Linked DNA regions of Hordeum vulgare: region 2 is linked to region 1. Evidence: chromatin contacts called from public Hi-C data. All regions are on one chromosome and are shown on one strand. The core of a region is the stretch at or near the end of the contact, and the rest is flanking DNA. Distances in the headings are between cores, read along the strand shown.

Region 1 (2,942 bases), core at 328-2,827:
CAAACGGACGAGCATGCGTACATTGCTCGCAGCAAAAAATCAAATAGATAATTGTCCTCTCCCTCTCTCTCCTGGATCTTCAAAATGTACGGCTCCTCGTGGATCTTCAAAAATCCCACACGCCGCTGATTGATGATCTCTCTCGCATGCATGCATGCATGTGCATGTGCATGTGTGCGTCTGCGGCACTGTAGGCTGCCAAGGAGCGTTTGGACGCATCGCCTTGGCCCGGCCTCCCTCCGTCCTCTCCTGCCGTGGCCCTGCACGCCCTGCTTGCTTGCATTTGCTGAAACAAAGGTGAAAGGCGAGCACTCACTCGCTGCCGCTGCCGCTTGCAGCTTGCGGCCTGGGCACGCTGTAGCGGACGGGAGCAAGTGGCGCCTGCTCGTGCTTGGAAAGAAGAATTGTTCCTTTGCCACAACTGCCCGAAGCAAGCCACATGCATGATACGCACGCACAGTGCGCTCATCTCAGCGAGGGAATGAATGAATGAGTGAGCGAATGATGCACACACAGATGCCACCACTGTGGCGGTATGTAGTACGATACATGGCTAGCGGCTAGGCGCATGGTGTTGGTTGCTTAACAGACATTCATGAGGTGATGCATTTTATATGCCCACACAGTGTGCCATTGTGCACTCGACTAATAATCAACTAGTTCATGGCTTGTCCTGCAGGTGCATGGGGATTGATACAGCACAATCATGGGGAGATAAACCTCACCATAACAATAAAATAAGCAAACTGAATCCATCACCACATGTTGGATAACACTATTCTTCTACACCCTTCCCTCCATGATCCAAGCAAAGGCCGGCCCCCATGCCCCATCCTTTTCCCTGCTTTGCTACGTATGGGCATCAGCAACTTTCAGTTTTTGGTATGCATTAAAACGCCGCTGCCCCCCTCCTGGAGCAGAGCAGAGCAGAGCGGCGTAGGCCCCCTCTCGTTTCTGTTTCCTGTGGCTTGCGTGCGTGTTTGCATCATACACACACAGAGAGAGAGAGAGAGAGCGCCCTGCCAGCCCAAGATCTCTCTTGATCAGTGCCGAGATCATCAATCAGAGGGGCCTGCCATCCAAGTGGAGTGGGCATCACCATTTTTCTTCCTCCTCGTGCTGGTTTCCGAGCCTGATAAAACCCACCTCCCTCCCTGGCCTCCCCTCCCCCAATTGCTCCCCTCCCCTGCTTCTTTCTCGCCTGCTGGAGTAGTACTAGAAAGTGGAAACAGAGGGGAAAGAAATAGGAGAGATCGCCTCAGGGTCGTCGTCACCAGCTGCAGCCCATCCGCATTGTCGCCGTGATATCGGGAAATGCTCTCGTTTCCATTTTAGGTTCCGCGTGGTAGCTCCGGCTTCATCTTCTTCCTCCTCGCTCTCGCTGATCATCTTCTTGGAAAGCTCCGCTGCTTTTGCTGCCCCACTCGCCCTCGCTAGCTAGCCATATCCCAGGTTGAAACCTCTGTAGGAGAGTAGCCACTTGAGGTAGGACGGAGGGGTGGTTGGCGGTTCATAGGCCGTCGCCGTCGCCGGTGCTTTCTCTCTCCATGATTGTTTAAGGTTCGGCTACTAATCCCTAGCTCCCCAAGGCTTCCTCGGCTGTTCCCGCTTTGGTTCTTCAACATGATTTCATTTCTTGTTTTTGCGATTATTGTCTCTTTGCGTGGTACGGCTTCGAATGCAAGATTTCTACTCTAGTGCTTGCTCTGTTGGTTCTCAAGTGGTACTACCACTACCTGCGAGCATAGCACCTGAGCAGATGAAAAGGAAAAGAAAAAGCTCAAACTGAGCAGTTGGATAAGCACAATTTCTTATTAGAGTGGCTACTGTAACTCGTGTCCCTAGCCTTTCTCCATTCATTCTTTGCGCTGCCCATTTTGAAAATCCAGGACAAACGACCTGTGTTTACTGCGTGCTTTAGGTGCCTTTTTTCTATATCAGCTATGCTTTAGTACTAGAAGGCTGCATTTTTGTGCCAAGGCTAGCAAATAGGTGGTGTTTCTCTGTTCTTGCCGCAAAATAGGTGAGCTTTCTTCCTCCTCCCATAGTCAGTGCTGTGCAATTTCGTCTGCATTTCTGCCTGCTACAATGCGCACAGTGGCCCGCCTTGCATCTTCAACTTTGTGAAGGAACAATCTGTGAACTGTGTCCTCAGCAGCGGCGTTGATGTCACCAATTATTTGGCTCACATATTCTACTGCTGCTTTGCTTCAGGTCTTTAAAAATTGATAGTGCGCAAGATTTGGCCTTTGGCGACTACTACGGAGCTAAGCTAGGCCTCAAGATGTCTAGCAATCCATCCTATCAGCAGCAGCTGGGGTTGGATGCCATGAACACTTGTTTCTTCGGCGGTGGCGGGATGATCGGTTCAGAGGCGCCATTCTTCTACCCAAGCATGCCTCACGACGTGCACTTCGGCTCCGGCTCCGGCTCCGGCGGCGCGGAGGTGGCCGCGCATTTCATGGCCAGCAACGCCGTGATGGTGGCGAACCAGCTCGTCTGGCCCGGCGCCCCTTCTCAGGACAGCCACCTCGCGAGCATGTCCACGGACGAGATGAACGACGACGCCCACGCTGTCGCCGGCGAGAGCTGCAGCACCGTGCACTCCATGCTCCATTCCGCCTCCGCGGACTTCTTCCAGTACGCGCCGGCGGAGGTCACCATCGCCCAGCCATCAAAGATGGCCAAGCTCATTGCTGGAGAGCCGCACTGCAGCTGGCTCTACGACGGTCCAGGCGCTGCCTCCACCCACGAGCCGTATTACCTGACGGCGTTCTCCGGCGGCACAGACTTTCCGGACCCGGTCGCCGCCGTGGCGAGCGGCCTGTCGCTCAGGCTAGGTGCCCGGTCTTCCTCGGTCACCATGGCCAGCATGCCGGAGCAGTCCTCGGAGGTGAGCTGCTCCGGCCTGACCCACGTGAACAGCGAGGGCTTTGGCTACC
Region 2 (2,942 bases), core at 265-2,764, 370 kb before region 1:
ACAAAATGCAGGAAGGACCTCGTGCATGCCGCACTGGAGTAGTCGTTTGCACCACGCCACACACACAGCTGCCTCGCGGGCGTGCCACCGCAACCGTGTGGGCGAGCAGTCGCCGCCTCGCGGGCATGCGTGCGTGTCGCGGAGGCTTCGTGGGCGTCCGTGCGTGTCGCCGCCGCCTTTGCGTGCATGCGTGCGTGCGTGCGTGCCATCGCCAACCCTAACCCACCCAAAACTCTCTTCCCCTTCCTCGTTTTTTTCTTGAAACGGTCAGCGCCACTCCAAATTGTCAGCATGATGATGAGCGCGAGGTTGCGGCGGCCAGCTTGCTCGCCCACGAGGCGGCGACAACACGCATGTACGCCCGTAGCAACGGCGCGCACACACGCACGCCCACAAGGCGACGGCGACACAGATGCACGCCTGCGAAGCCGCCGCGACACGCACGCATGCCCATGAGGCGGTGGCGGCCAGCCTACTCGCCCGCGCGGTCACAACGACACGTATGCATGCACGCCCACGAGGCAGCTGCGTGCATCGCGTCGTGCGAACGACTACTCCGGTGCGGCGTGCACGAGGTCTTTCCCGTGTTTTCTTGTTAAGTCGCTGCATGTGGGGTCGAATGGAGATGTGCGGTTGTGACCGGACAACCCCAAATTATCATCAGATTTGAGATGAATATGAGACGTGTCGGTCAGGCCACACGTATATATAGAGACGAAATGAGGTCTATGGTTGAGTCACTTTTTTTTTTTGACCGGACGAGTGTTTCGAACGTTTAGAAGAAGAGTATGGTCCGGCTGTAGATGCTCTTAACTAACAGAAAAAATGATGGTATTTGTATTTTTAATTTTTTTTACAAGTATTTATATTTCTTAATGACCGAGAACCAGGTAAAACCTGATATTTGTTTCCGCTGTTGTGTTGGATGGAACAAGTGTGGGTTGTTTTTTTTACTTTGGATGGCTTCTGTCCGTTGGATGACCTTTGAATGGCTGATACATAGGCGCAAGTTGCAGCGTGACTTGCTATGGGCAAGTCACCTGATTTCTGTCCGGGCTAGGGTTTAGCGCACCCGAGCCGACATTTATAGCCGGTGATGACAGTTTGTTTTTAGGAAAATACGGTGCTACCTCCGTCCCGGCTTATAAATCATTTACGTAGTTTTAGGTCGACACGCACGCATGCCCATGAGGAGTATTAAGGATCTGATAGAAATCGTCTAATTCTTCAAAAAATAAACTGTTAAATATAATTTCTGACTATGCTAGAGATGCCTAACCAAATAATGCATGGTAGTTTTACCGTGATGAACTGTTGAGAAGTTGTTGCGATCTTCACCGTGAGCTCTTGAGAATCGGTGGAGAGATATAGAGAGAGAAGAAGCAAGAGGGCAAGGGCCCGAACGAACACTACCTGCTGCTGCAAACCTGCATGCAGATGCAGGCCGGGCCCATGTCTCTCTCTCTTCCCGAGGAAAGAGAAACAGAACTCCTTGGTTTTGGTGCTCGTATCCTTCAATGCTTCCCTTTCACCCATCTTGGCACAGTGACATGCCAATCATTATAAGCTCCATACCCAACATAACAGTAGCCCTCCATCATTCCCCAGCCAGCGCCCATCCTTCTCCCTAAAGTTGCTGTTACCTCAGAAAGATCCAACATATGTTAATCACTCCAGTACTCCTTCAGTGTAGAGTACGTGCTTTTGTACCAAAGGAAATTTACAAGAATTTTGAAGAGTTCTGTCCTTCAGTGTAGACTTGTTCGGTTGGTAGGATCTGGAATCATTTTTTTTTCCTGTGTTCAATCTCGGTCTAAAGGCACCAAACGCCGTTCACTAAAAACCGGTCGCCACAAAACGGACGTTCGGCAGAGCGAAGCCATCTAAACGTGTCAACGGATCGACCCAAACGAACAACGATTTTGTTTGCTTTTTGTTCGCTTGGATCGGCTGTTCGCCCGACGTCCGCACTGTTTTAGATATGGATCGGTAGCGCGCCCAACGCGCCGATCCATCTGTGCCGGCGTGGCCGGCTGGCCGCCCTATTTTGCATGATTTTCATAGTTTAAATTAAATAACATAATTTGGACCACAAGTAGCATAGTAATTACAAGCCGAATAAAAATTAAAATGTCTCACATAGTTCTTACATAGTTTTGCAAACGAACAAAAGAAGATAAATCTATTGGTTGCCAACATGAGCCCACATATGCTCAACCAAATTATTTTGCAATCGCACGTGAGTTTCCCAATCACGCATGTCTTGATGAAATTGAGTGAACTGTTCAAACGTTGCTGCTTCTCCATGCTCACGCACAACATTATCACCCTAAAACTGAAACCATTGATCGTACAGACGTTCCGGACGCTCGTCTTCTACGATCATATTATGCATGATCACACAAGCAGTCATCACCTCCCACAGTTTCTGCATGCTGCAGGTATTAGCAGGATACCGAACGATGCCCCATCGAGATTGCAAAACACCAAAGGCACGCTCGACATCCTTCCTAGCACCCTCCTGCTCTTGGGAAAATCTTTTCCACTTCTCTCCGACAGGGTTGGGTATTGTCTTGACAATAGTGGAACACTGAGCATAGATACTGTCACCCAGGTAGTATCCTTTGTCGTAGTTGTGGCCGTTGACAGTAAAGTTCATTGGTGGGCTGTTGCCTTCGGCAAGCCTAGCAAACACCGGCGAGCGTTGAAGCACGTTGATATCATTGTGTGATCCGGCCATGCCAAGAAAAGAGTGCCAGATTCAGAGATCTTCAGACGCCACGGCCTCTAGTATGACAGTGCAAGCCCTGACATGGCCTTTATACTGCCCTTGCGAAGCAGAAGGGTAGTTCTTCCACTCCCAGTGCATGCAGTCTATGCTACCAAGCATCCCTGGGAAGCCCTTGCTGGCATTCATCGCCAACAAACGGGTTGTATCTTCA

Evidence for each region. Hi-C and Micro-C count contacts between places; a contact is called where the count stands out from the background.
Region 2: a Hi-C map of seedling shows a contact between it and region 1, with 2.1 times the contacts expected there. The contact joins the enhancer-like site here to the promoter of LOC123412142 in region 1. A contact is called at or near these places in 1 of 6 Hi-C or Micro-C datasets (seedling) and 1 of 1 datasets of contacts at active chromatin or transcription factors (embryo).

Annotation. Positions count from the first base shown.
Region 1 is chr7H:512,373,534-512,376,475 of MorexV3_pseudomolecules_assembly, reverse strand. It overlaps LOC123412142 (BEL1-like homeodomain protein 2), which reads left to right and starts at 1,577. Exons shown (of 4, transcript XM_045105091.1): 1 at 1,577-2,942. The coding sequence starts at 2,285.
Region 2 is chr7H:512,745,298-512,748,239 of MorexV3_pseudomolecules_assembly, reverse strand. No RefSeq gene overlaps it. Among protein-coding and RNA genes, the nearest start is that of LOC123412142, 370 kb to the right of the region's middle. Within about 2 kb of position 1,514, at least 3 of the 3 cell types and tissues checked have open chromatin away from gene starts, as enhancers often do. A contact at or near this core is called in seedling, where this site is marked.